3 separate regions of the Mus musculus genome follow, and all the other regions are linked to region 1. A link is a contact called in public promoter capture Hi-C data. All regions are on one chromosome and are shown on one strand. The core of a region is the stretch at or near the end of the contact, and the rest is flanking DNA. Distances in the headings are between cores, read along the strand shown. Region 1 holds the start of Hnrnpul1 (heterogeneous nuclear ribonucleoprotein U-like 1). Region 2 holds the start of Pak4 (p21 (RAC1) activated kinase 4). Region 3 holds the start of Samd4b (sterile alpha motif domain containing 4B).

Region 1 (4,158 bases), core at 1,047-3,546:
AGAGAGGATATGATGCTGGCTGGGGTCCTTTTCTACTCTCTACAACATTCCCCTAAAGACAGGCAACCTTGTATGAAGCCCTTGAAACACACGATCTCATGACTATCAACTCTAGGAGGACAGTCTTACCATTCCCATTTTACAAGGAGACCAGGCTCAGAGGGGCAATGATCTGCTGATTTCAAGAAGTCTACAGTTGGTTCTGAAGCATCCAACTCTCTTTCCCAGGACCCTTTTGCTAGAAGCAAGGTTAAGGGCAGCATCCTCTCGGCTCTTTCACAAGCCTTTCTTGCCAGGGTTTCTCAGCTCTGGATACATTCACAGGCCACTCCTCCCTTCTTAGCAGGGAATTGTCCATGGAAGACTTGCCAGCACAGGGTAATCCCTAACACTCTACATCTAGGGTGGCCCCTCTACAGGATCCAACTTCTTATGAACAATTGAGTAGCAATGCCAATCCCAAGACTCTTTTGAGGACTCATTTTTTCTCTCTTTTTACTGTTTAGTCCCAAACTCCACAGTGCCTTCTCAGAAAAACACTCTAAGTCTTGGACACCACTGTGTCTGGTTCCAAATTCCCTCTCATACCAGGGTCTCCTTTACTCAAAGGACTGCTCTTTGATGCCAATCCTAACTAGAGACACTTTGGGCAGATCAAGTTCCCCCATATTCCCTGAGCACCCCATCTCCCTGAGCATACAAGTAACTATTTCTGGGGACTCAGGAGCCCTCTCTTGGAAAGGAATACTCCCTCTGCTTCATCATGAGGCCCCCAGCCAAAGCAACAGGTTTTCTTTCTTTTTCATACCCTCCACACTTCCCTCCCCCACACCTGCTAGACTAGCCACATGATCCCTGGCACACACAAGGGTCCCACCAGAGTTACCAACTCATTCCCCACAACTCCTGTTTCAAAAACTACCCATAGTTAAGAATGCAAGGCCACTCAGCAGAAACCACAGAGTACTAACCTGAGTCCTTCCAATTCTAGGCCCTCTAGTTTCTTTGTCCATGAGAAGATTCTGTCCTTTCTTGTCACCATTTAGATCCCAAATCTCCTCTGGAAGCCAACTAGATAGCCTAGACCTCCCAGTACCAAACATACAAGTTGTACCTGCCCTCAAGGTTGACCCTGTAACCTCGAGGAAATGTAGGAGTTGGGGATAGGGGTTTCCAAATCTGCTGGTCTTTCATTACCTCCTAAAAGGCCACCTGGCACACACTGGAGAGTTCAGTCCATGTTTTGGGAGACTCTTCCCAGCCTTGGACACCCGTAGGTCCAAAGTGCCAGTCCACCCCCAGCACTAAGCAGATCTTATCCCATCCGTGAAGAAAATCAAAGATCTTCTACCCTTAAAATTCTCCCTGACCTGCACCCTAGGCCATTCTTCCGCTACCTGAAAATCCAGCTTTTGAGACTCAGCCCAAACGGTGGACTAGCATGGCTACCCCAAGCTGTCAGCTCACCGCTCGGCTAGAATCTCTCATTTTCCAAGACGCCGCCCCCCGACACCCCTTTCCCTAAAACGTCTAGTTCTTCCGACTTTTTCCAACTCAAAGCCACAAAACAGAACCCCAAAGCAGTTTCCAGTCTCCGAATCCCAGGATATAAAATCCTCCCCGCCCGCCCGCTAGGACCCTGGTCGCCTTAAAATAAAATCCATCCCCCTCCACACGGTTTTCCTTGCACCGAAGGCCAGGATCCGCCCTCAGGCTGCCCCGAGGCCCTGGCCGCAGATCCTTTACAACGGCAGGTGGCAGGATCCCTGGCTCCTCAGACCATCTCCTGGATCTCTGTGGAGTCGAGCTCCCGCGTCCCACAGCCCGTCCTCGGCCCGGACTCCAGGCTCCCCGGTCCCCCGCCCCGCGCACTCTCACAATGTCCGTCCGGCCCCGAGTAGCCGCCGGGCTCCGGGTGCGGCTGCAGCCCGGGCGGCGGTGGCTGCGCGGTCCCCTCCAGCTCGGAGCCCCCCTCGGTCTCGACCTCCTCGTTGTTGTGCCCAGGTAACCCCGGATCGTCGTCAGCCTCGAGCTCCCGTTCGTCTTCGGGCTCCTCGGCCTCTAGCGCCGCCAGCAGCCGCTCAGCAAGCTCGGCCTTCAGGCCGCGAGTGTCCAGGCCGCGGCGCTGCAGCTCCTCGCGAAGTTCGTTCACCTTCAGGCGACGCACATCCATGGCCCGGGCCCCCGGGGCGGCCCCCGAGCCTGGCCCGGCCTCCCAGGGCTCTGTCCCCCCTAAACCTTGCCTGTCAGGAGGCGAAGGGGGAAAAGGGGGGGCCACTCCAATGGCGGCGGCGGCTCAAGATGGCCGCCGCCGCCTCCTCCCCCTTGCCCGGACCGTACGATGTAAAACGAGTCTCAATTGGTCAGCGCATGGGGCAACGGGCGCGGGCCCGGGAACCAAGCCAATCACAGTGTGGCTTTCAAAAGAACGGTACTAGAGGGCTCAGGAGCTGCCTAAGAGGAAGCGTTAGCCTACGTTGAAGTCGCGGCCAGAGTGGAGGGCGGGAAAAGGCGAGAGGCGGAGCAAGCGCTGATTGGGTAGCGCTCGCGCGCCCGCTGCGGTACAGTCAAATGAAGGAAAGGGAGTAACGACTTGGAGCCATTAGCAGCCAGATCTCAGAACAACCGCCCAGTCTCTCCGCGCCGTGCTTCCCTCAGACTCTCTGTAAAACACATTCTAACTGGTCTTCATCTCACGCCCCCTCGCGGAGGCCAAGCGGGTAAAACCACCACAACCAATCAAATGCGGCGGGAAGAGGCCGGCCAACCCTCGTCTTTCCTGTTGCCTTTCGGGAACCGGAAGGAGATTAATTCACCGAGGCCCCGCCCCTTGCCGTTAGGGCGGTTTCAAAACAACCTGTTCGCCAATCGCAGTTACTGTTATATTTCACCACTGCCAGAGCTTGAGCGCTTTAGAAAAAGCGAACTAGATTGGCCATTCTTGAGAGGCTTGCCTCTCAAAGTTCTCCGTACAGCAGGGTATAATACGGAATGAAAATCAAGTGGATCTGTTACTCATCGTTTGTTAGAAACCCAGTTGCCTTTATGAGAAACAACAACAACAAAATTGGTCCTGGAGAGCGCTGAAGGGTTGAAAGCAGGGGCTAGGCTAACAACGGGAGAAAAGTTGTGTGGTAAATCGCACCCCTCCCTTTGATGCACAACCTCCCAGGGCGCTTTCTCTATGGTTGCTAGACAAGCCACTCTGCACGCAACCATAGAGCCTTCCCGCTCTGGGCATAGCTGCAGAAGTTCGCGGCTTTCCATCTCGAATCCATTAAACCGTTGTTGCTCAACCTCAATCTTGCTGTGTCTACTCTGACCAATTCGCACACGAGAATCCGTAATTACGACAGGTTGTGTTAATCCATACACCTGTCGCCCTTTGCTCAGAAGACAAAAACTTAGTGAAATAACACCGAGACGCACAACGCAAATGTGCACCGACATCTATAGCCTTAACTCCCAACAAAAGCCACAAACACTCTCTATTAGACACACGCAAACATCCCACAATAAATGAATAGGCGTGACAGGCCAAAAGCATCAATTCAGGATAAGACTTCAAACGGCAGTGTAGGTGTGGCACAAGCATGCAGCATCGTGCGACAAAGCTCAGCTAAGACAGTTCACGCTACAAGCTCACACCACAGCAACCTAGACACACAGCACCCACTCAGCAGCGGGACAGACACTCACGTGGGCCCGAGGTTCCAGTCCAGACACCCCGCCCCTCGCCCACGTCGGACTTCCTCTCTCCTCCCAGCTGACCACAATGATTTGTTTTTTGAAAGAAAAAAAAAAAAAAAAAACTTTGTGGCCCGGATTGAACTGTACCCAGTTCTCAGGAACCACCACCGGGGGGCGACCGGGCGCCGCATAGGGTTCTTGAAATGGTAGTAGTCACAGACTAGGAAAAAGTGAAGACTCGGATCTTTGTCCATCTGTGGTTCGAGGTGTTCTGGTCCATCTTTCCTCAACAATCTGAATGTTTGCCTATGTGAGAATCTTTTGTACTAGTCTGGGCATGTTAGTTTATTTTCTTCTTTATTAAGACAGTCTCATGTAGCCCAGGCTGGCCTGCATCTCTCTGTGAAATCAAGGTCAACCTTGAAGTCTTGATCTTTCTGCTTATACCTCTCAAGCGCCGGGATTATG
Region 2 (4,158 bases), core at 829-3,328, 2.8 Mb after region 1:
CAGCCAGCACTGTTCTTAGGTCCACTTTACACAGGAGGAGACGGAGGCACTTACTATACGTGGTCCTTCCCAGGTTGAGCCACTAGCAGGCCAGGACCTTTGCCCTTTCTGACCTTGTGTCCCTTCCTGTCCCTCCTACTCATCTTTCAGAGCTTCCTTGAGGGACTTTCCAAGGACAGGAACCTCAGGACAGACCCAGCATATACAGGCACTCTCCCTGTCCCTGCTCCATTTAGGCTCAGTGTCCTTGGCTGAGGGCTGGTCTTAGTACGCTCCTATGGGAGTGACCAAGCAGGCATTGAGGGTAGGGCTGAGTGCCTCTTGTCCCCTTGCTACAGTATCTGAGGACACCCCCCCACACACACACACACACAGACACTCTGCGGCCAGCTGATGCTCCAGAAGCGCCCAGAATCCAGCAGGAGTGCATATGGCCCCAAGAACCGGGAGAAGGCAGAATGGGCTCTCCCATGGAGGCCAAAGAAAGCAAAGCCAAGAGCTGCCCACGGTTGGCTAAGCATGAGTGAGAGAAGTGGAAAGATGGCTGACAGGAGGTCAAAACCCTGGAAGGAGGACCAAGGCTCAAACTGTAAAGCGTTTGGGAACCACTGAAGGCCACAGGGAGAGCTTGTGGTGTCAGGAATAGAGAGCGCCTAAGGTCACACCCACCCAATCAGAGGCTCACTGGACTCTGGGCCACCCACCAGCATGCCACTCCCATAGGCCCAGTGGAACCTCCCCTCCCAGGTCACACCCTTCCAAGGAGGCTAAACAGACACTCTGTTCCCACCCAGGGAGTGGCTTCCAGGAACAGACCTCCTGGGAAGTGGACCCTGTGGCAGGTAGCAGACCAAAGCTCCTTTCTCTTAACAAAGCTTTCTTGGCATTACTTTTTCTACCTGGAAAACAGGGGTGTTCTCTAACACCCAACTCACCCATCTCACAAGATAAGGGATGAAACAAGACCAGGCATACACGGTGCGCTCGCTCGCTCGCGCTCTCTCGCTCGCGCTCTCTCGCTCGCGCTCTCTCGTTAAACATTTACCAGCACCAAGATTTTGTGAAAGGCAGCAGGAGACAGAAGCACTCTGGGACAGAGCTCCGGAGCTGGAATCCCAGCTGCTCACCTTACTTCATTAGCTGACCTGGGGCAAATCACTTAGCTTCTTAATAACAGCTTTGGCTCCAGTGATGCTGTACTGCGCGCTAAATGAGTACATACACAGAGCTTTAACGCGGAGAGGGAAGCCCAGCCTATCATCAGTGTTTTATCAGTGTGTGGCCTTCATTATCAGTGGGAAGGGGCTCCCCTTCTCCTCCCACCACACACACCAGGACACACTTTCGAAGGCTCTGTTAGATGTCCCTGGTCCCCCTCCTCACCGCACGTGCCCCACTTGAGTTTTTAGTTTCTGGCCCTCCCAGAACATCTTCACCCGTCAGATTTTTATCTTCGTACCTTCTACCTAAGGGCTGTCTCAGACACCCCCCCAAAACCTAAAACTCAAGCACCTCCTCCTCCTCCTCCGGTTGAGGCTTTTAAATCTTTGACCGGGCAGCCGCCCACTTCTCTAGGTTGTGACCTCCAGCCCTGACAGACACACCCTCTTCTTAAGTTACTCTGAGCGCCCCCTTTTATGAGACCCGTTCCGAGCCCCTCCTATGCGCCCCCACTTAGTATTCCAAACTTTGCACAAATTTCAAACCCGGCCACGCCCCCTCCACCGGTCTAACCACTGGTCGCGACAGTCCCCTCCCCTTTCCCTCATTTTTGGGCCCGCGACCCTTTTCCACGCGACCCTCCCCTCCAAGAGTGAACTTTGACCCGACCGGCCCCGCCCCCTTCCGAATAACCGCTCTCCCACGGCGCGTGCCCAGACCCACCCGCCCCCAGCCACAAACCCCTTGCACGGTAACCCCCTAACCTACCGGCTTGGCGCCGCGGTCGCTCGCGGCCTAGCTGCCTGGCCCAGAACTCTGTGCCCGCGTACCGCCCTCAGCGGTCTCGCGCCGCCGCCGCCGCGGCTACTGCCGCCGCCATGTTGAATCCCCAATGAACATCCGGGGCCTCCCCTACTCCTCGCCGCCCACTAGTCCCCATGGCAACGGAGCTGACCGGGTGATGGGCGGGGCCTACTCGGAGGCGGGGCAGCGAGCCGGGCAGGGTTCCCTAAAACCACTGATTGGTGCGAGTGGCCCAATCGGAGACCGCTAGGTGGAGAATGAAGAGCAGAGATTGGGAAGTTTTGAAAAGGTGCGGGATCGTTGACTCCCCGCCCACTCCGCCTCTTAAAGGGGAAATAACGACTTTCGCGTGGCAGAGTCCCACGGGCTCCCAAAAAAGTAAAGTGGAATACGAGAACATAAAGGCCAGAAACAGTTCTTAAGCACTTATTATGCCTTTGTTAGCACGCGACTAGTTCTGCTGTAAACTGTTAACACAACCCTGTTGTTGTAACACCCATTTTACAGGTAAACAAGCTAATAGGATGCTAGTTGGTTTATGACTACTGAAAGCAAGTTTTGAATGAAGCTCTGTCCGAATCTGGAAATCTGACACTATTTGATCTTAATCTTTTAAATAAGTTTTTTTTTTTTTAAGTCAGTCAATCACGAGTGTGTGAGATGCATCAGTGGATAGAAGGCGCTTGTTGCCGAGCCTGAAGTTTGATCTCCTGGACCCACACGGTAGAACTGATTCCCAGGAGTTGATCTGTAGCCTCCACAAGAGAGCCATAGACATAAAATAGAGGGATAAGTGTAATTAAGTGTTTTTAAATTAATCAAAATGGAAAACACAGCGGAAACAAAGCCCATAAACTAATACACCCTTCCACCTATGGGTTCATTAGGTCTTACTGAAAAATTTAAAAATGCTTTCTCATCAAGGATTTTGAGGGTTTTATTTGTTTATTTGGGTATCAGACACTGAACTTAGGGCTTTTATACAGGACAGGCAAGCAGTAGTACTAGGGAAGTCCCCGGCCCTAGAGAATTCTAGGCAAATGCTTTCCCCAGCTGAGCCCCTTGGGAGACTGAGGCTACAGGTTTTCCCAAACAGGCTTTCTCTGGTTCTTTTCACGGGCTTTTTCTTCTGTCTGGAAGATTCTCTTCTTTAAGCATCCTCCTGACTCCCAGGGTTCCTTTGGGTTTTTCCTCAAACATTATGTTCTCTAAGGGGCAAAATGTCCTACCTTGTGCTATTAAATCCTTTGCCAGCTTCTGGCAAAGCTTCCTTTCCTTTGCCGCCTGTGGTTTTGTGTTTGGCTGGCTGGTTTTGGTTTCGTGAGACAGGGTCTCAGGACGTAGCCCAGGCTGACCTTGAACTATGCTTTTTGCTCGTAGCCAGAGCCTTGATATTATTGGTATGTAAATGCTCAGTACATATTTATAAAAGGGGTGGCTGACTAAAAGGTAATTCCACCCTCCAAAGATTCACTTAAATGATGCTTGCCTGTGTGCTTCACCTGCACACTGCCAGGCACACCGCAGGCATTCTGTTAACATGTGCAAACCAAGAATGAATGAAGGGCTGCGGTTCAGGTCTCTGCTTGCCTTCTTTTCTCCCCATCATCCCTATCTCTCCCTTCAGCTTATGTCCACTTGAACTCAAGGCCTCCGATGCACTAAGAGAGTCTTTTAGCACTGGGATTACAGGCACGTGTCTCCTTACCATGCCTGGAAGAATGGTCTGAAATATATATCTTAAAAAAACGATTTATGGGGAGAACTGGAAGGAGTGGAGGGATGGGACACTGCAGTTGAGAAGTAATGTATGAAAGAAGAGTAAATAAATTTAAAAATTATTCCCGCTGGGCAGTGGTGGTGCACGCCTTTAATCCCAGCACTCAGGAGGCAGAGGCAGGCGGATTTCTGAGTTCGAGGCCAGCCTGGTCTACAGAGTGAGTTCTAGGACAGCCAGGGCTATACAGAGAAACCCTGTCTCGAAAAACCAAAGAATAAAAAATAAAATAAATAATTATTCCCCACCCCAGAAAAATAAGTAGGTTTAAAGAAATATTCCCCATCCCTCTGTGTGTGTGTGTGTGTGTGTGTGTGTGTGTGTGTACCCCTCTGCGTGTGTGTGTTCTCAGAGGCTAGAAGAGGGCCTCTGAAAAAGCAACAAGTGCTCTTACGGACGGAGCCATTTCTCCAGCC
Region 3 (4,158 bases), core at 615-3,114, 2.7 Mb after region 1:
ATGGAGGGATAAGAGAAAGCAAGAAGAGATTTAGCCTAACTGGGATTCATCTGACAGATTCCTGAAATAAGACTGGGGATGTCAGAGAAGAAAATTGAGGGTGGGTTTCCAGAAAGTGCTATAGATTACCGACACGGGGCTTGGGAGAAAAATCTCTAAAGAATGTCTTAGGAAGTGGTCTTCTGAGAAAGGTCCTGACAGAGGGATTTTTAAATACAGGGTAGGGTAGGCATTGGGGGGCTTTATGAGAAATCTCAAGTTTAAAAACAAACAACCCCCCCCAAAAAAAAACCCCAAGCATATAGGGCTGAGGGAAGAAGACTCCTAATGAAGACCTGAAAGCATTGGAGTAGGTTTTCCACAAAGAATTCTGGGTGTTCAGCTATACTGAAGAAAGATTAGGTAGGTATGCAAGGCTTTCTAAAGATGGTTCTAGAGAATTGGGGGTGGGGGAGATTCTGAGGAAGAGATAGCTAGAAAAGTCTTTTAATAAGAAAGTCTGAGAAAAAGAAAGAACTAAAGGCCATCTCAGGGTTACTAAGTTCTGTGATGCATGGGGGTCCTGAAAGCTGTAGCTTAGAGGGGTGTTTCAGTATTGTAAGGAAGAGTGTCAGAAAGTTTACCAAAGGCTAGAAAGGGAGTTTCAAATTTTCAGGTTATCCAAGAAAAGTTTGAGAAGAATAGAGGCTATGAGGAAACTTTTTTGGAGTCCGTACACTATTCTTAAAACATGTGGTGTGTGTTACTGGAAAGGATTTGGGATACAGAAGACAGGCTTTGGAAGAGGTTTTGGGAATATGAGAGGAACTCTGGAGATTTTCAAGATTAGAAGGTGTAGAGGCTGAGGAGAAAAGGGCTGGGGTACATGAGATTACCTCTAGAGCATTCCAAGCTGGGGAATATTTGTGTAACATGAGTTTGGAAATCTATAGAAGGGTCTAAGAAATATGAGAAGAGGACAGGGCGTATATAGGAGGTGGAAGCAAAGAGAGGAGAGGAGAGGGTCCTCTAGGTGAGTTTTGGCATCTAAGAGCACTTCCTGAGTATCTGAGGACGACTGTTCTGGGATATGCAAGCTCTTTAAGGATGATGTAGTGTTCACCAGGGACATCCTGAAGAATTTGGGGATAAGAGTGAAAATCTCTAAGACTTTTGGAATGGGGAGAGGTAGAAGGGTAAATTCTTGGGGGTATTTGAAGAAGTCTGAAGGAGAGATGACTTGAATATGTGATGCAGATGGGGGGGGGGTTAGATGCAGAGAGTATCTGGGGGCGGTTTAGGGGCTTTAAGGTTCTTCCTGGGGGAGATGCCTGGAATATCTGTGCTGTGAAGACAGATGACGAGTAGCCACCAAGGAATGTGTTGCGATTCAGGAGGAAGATGTGAGGAGAGAACCAAGGACCAAAGGGCGGGGATCCACAGGGAGCGTCCCCAGAGGAGGCAGTTGAAAGCTGAGGGTGGTCTCCGGGGAGGCCGCTGGAGTCGTGCGGGAGGACCAGGCAGATGTGTGCCGAGTCAGGACAGAAGTCCCCGGGCCCGGCCCCTCGGCTAGCCCCAGGGCGTGACGGTTTGGGAGGGAAACTGAGGAAGGGGCCCGGGTAGGGAGAAACGGGCTGAGTGCGGAACCCTAAGGGGTCCTCCAGGATCCTCCGGCCTCCCGAGGCCCGAGTCAGCCGCCCGCCGCAGCCCGCGGCGCGGGGTCCCTGAGGGGGCGGGGCCGGCCGCGCGGCCTGGGTCGCCCTGAGGGGAGCGCCGCGCGCCTCGACCGCCGCCGCCCCGCGCCCGCCGGCCCGGCCTTGCCCGAGACTCACCGCCTCGGCCTCCGCCGCCGCCGCCGCCACCCGCACCTCCTCGGGCAGCCGCCGCCACCCGCGCCGCTGCCGCCGCCGCCGCCGCCGCCGTCGCCCCCTCTCTGGCCCGAGAGCTCCCCTCCCTCCTCCCGCACCGACCACCGCCGCCGCCGCCGCCGCCGCCGTCGCGCTGCGTCACCGCGCCGTGCGTCACCGCCCCTGGCCCCGCCCCGGAGGGCCACTGTGCGCCAGCATTAGCTCACACCCTATTGACAGACGGTGAGCCCAGCCAACTGGCGGCGAGGGCAGACCGAAGGGTGGGAGGTGTGCGGCAAGAAAGGCGGGGTCTTGGCCTGGAGGGGAGCGACAGGGCTGGAAGGAGGCCTGAGAGGCCCGCCCCCTCCTCACTACGATTGGTCTGACGAGAAGGTGACGGACAGACGGACAGGCCCCGGGCGGAGAGCAGAGGGCCGGGAAGAGGAGGGGCGCGCGCCGCGTTGCCCCGGGCAACGGTCTGGCGAAGCCCGCGATTGGACCTACGGACCCGCAGGGGGCAGTCTCGCGCCGGTCTAACTCAGTAGCGGCGAACCCAGTCACAATTCCTCATTCTGGCGTTCAAGGACCCCCTCCTCTCCGCCCCTCGGTCACACCCCGCCCAGGGTTTGTGTCCGGTAGTACCATCGCCCTTTGGGATGACAATGCTGCCTCCTGGCTCCTGGTATCGATCGGCCGCGCCTCAAGTGACACCTCAAGATGAGCGAGGTCGACCCTTTAAGGGTGGAAAGAGATAAGACCCCACACATAAGAGGCTGTCAATAAATGGAGATTGCTTCCATCACTCTTGTCGTGATCTTAGTCCATCCACAAACTGTCCTGCGCTGGGGTGAACTGACTGGAAAGGGGCCGGCTCTCCAGAAGGGTGACAGCAACGTGGCTTGTTCCGAGAACTCCAAGAAATACAGTCAGGGTGGAGTGTCGAATTTACGACAGGGAGTGGTAGGAAATGAGCTGCGGCTAGATGTTTGGCCACTGGAGGGAGTATGCACTTGTGCTAAAGGCACAGCGACTAGAGTGACGGGGCCAGTAAGGTCTTGGGGACTTGGGAGTTTGGAAGGGACGCCTCTAGCTTACATAGGGAAGTGGGGTGAGAAGGAATGAGACACAGAAGAGAGAACCCAGGGAGCTACCTGGGGAGTTGGGGCGGGGTTGCATCTGGAAGGGACCTTGGGGAGGGAGGAGGTGCGAAGTAGGCGGGACACTCAGGTGGCCCATTGAACTAGCCTTTTGCCACTGGCTGGCCACAGGGCGGAAGAGAAAAGTCCAGGACAAAGCCCTCTGGGAGATTGGGTCCCAGAGGAGAAGCTCAATGTGGGACAGCCAACACTGAGGTCAAGACCATTGCCCCACCTCGGGCACAAATTGAGGCTGGAGACCAGGATTTAAGGATCATTAGAGATGGTAATTGAGGTTGTGGGAGTTTGTGACCAATCCCAAGGAGGGTATGAGGGGTGAATGGAGACAAGGCTCAGACGGAATTCTGAGAAATGAGGGCACATGAGTTGAGAAAAGAAATGAGTACTAGACCAACATTGTGAAGATGGCACAGGAAAGAGTTGACGGGAACTGGGCTTAGCGGCGCGTCCTATCCCAGCAGAGCATTTCTGTAGGCTTGAAGCTAGCCTGGTCTACATATTGAGACCCTGAACTCGGGAGGCAGAGGCAGGTGGCTCTCTGAGTTCAAGGCTAGTTTTGTCTACAGAGCGAGTTCCAGGACAGCCAGGGCTGCGCAGAGAAACACAGATATTTTAAGTCTTTTTTTTTTTTAAGATTTATTAATTATGAGCACACTGTAGGTGTCTTTAGACAGACCAGAAGAGGGTATCAGATTCCATTGCAGATGGTTGTGAGCCACCATGTGGTTGCTGGGAATTGAACTCAGGACCTCTGGAAGAGCAGCAGTCAGTGCTCTTAACCACTGAGCTATCTTCCCAGCCCACTCCACCTTTTTTTTTTTTTTTTTTTTTTTGGTCTTTGGAGACAATGTCTTTTTAGATATTCATGGCTGGCCAAGACTCCTGCCTCAGACTCCTGAGTGCTGGGGTTAGAGATCTGTACCACCACACAAGCTAGAGAGGGAGTTCTTTGTTTTTAAAATAGAAGAACTAAAATTGTATGGAGGCTTAGGAGAAGATTCATCAGGGGTCAGGGAGAGATCATAGGAAGAGTTGGGAAGACTGAAGAGGTACCTGGCAGGTGGGATGGAGACCAGTGATGGGACCTGCCCATTATTAAAAAGGGGAGCCAGCACAGAAAGTCAAGTGGAGCAAGAACTTAGAAATATTTTTTTTATTTCTTCACTAAAATACAT

Evidence for each region. Promoter capture Hi-C pulls out the DNA fragments that hold promoters and counts their contacts.
Region 2: a promoter capture Hi-C map of pre-B cells shows a contact between it and region 1, with 3 times the contacts expected there. The contact joins the promoter of Pak4 here to the promoter of Hnrnpul1 in region 1. A contact is called at or near these places in 2 of 39 promoter capture datasets (liver and pre-B cells).
Region 3: a contact with region 1 is called in a promoter capture Hi-C map of erythroid cells, with 2.9 times the contacts expected there. The contact joins the promoter of Samd4b here to the promoter of Hnrnpul1 in region 1. A contact is called at or near these places in 1 of 39 promoter capture datasets (erythroid cells) and 1 of 115 datasets of contacts at active chromatin or transcription factors (thymic regulatory T cells).

The regions. Positions count from the first base shown.
Region 1 is chr7:25,752,463-25,756,620 of GRCm38.p6, forward strand. Hnrnpul1 (heterogeneous nuclear ribonucleoprotein U-like 1) reads right to left here and starts at 2,297. Exons shown (of 15, transcript NM_144922.3): 1 at 1,879-2,297. The coding sequence starts at 2,173. Axl (AXL receptor tyrosine kinase) reads right to left here. Exons shown (of 20, transcript NM_009465.4): 20 at 4,038-4,158.
Region 2 is chr7:28,596,106-28,600,263 of GRCm38.p6, forward strand. Pak4 (p21 (RAC1) activated kinase 4) reads right to left here and starts at 2,079. Exons shown (of 10, transcript NM_027470.3): 1 at 1,930-2,079.
Region 3 is chr7:28,434,327-28,438,484 of GRCm38.p6, forward strand. It overlaps Samd4b (sterile alpha motif domain containing 4B), which reads right to left and starts at 1,865. Exons shown (of 13, transcript NM_175021.3): 1 at 1,812-1,865. It also overlaps a transcript of Gmfg not described here.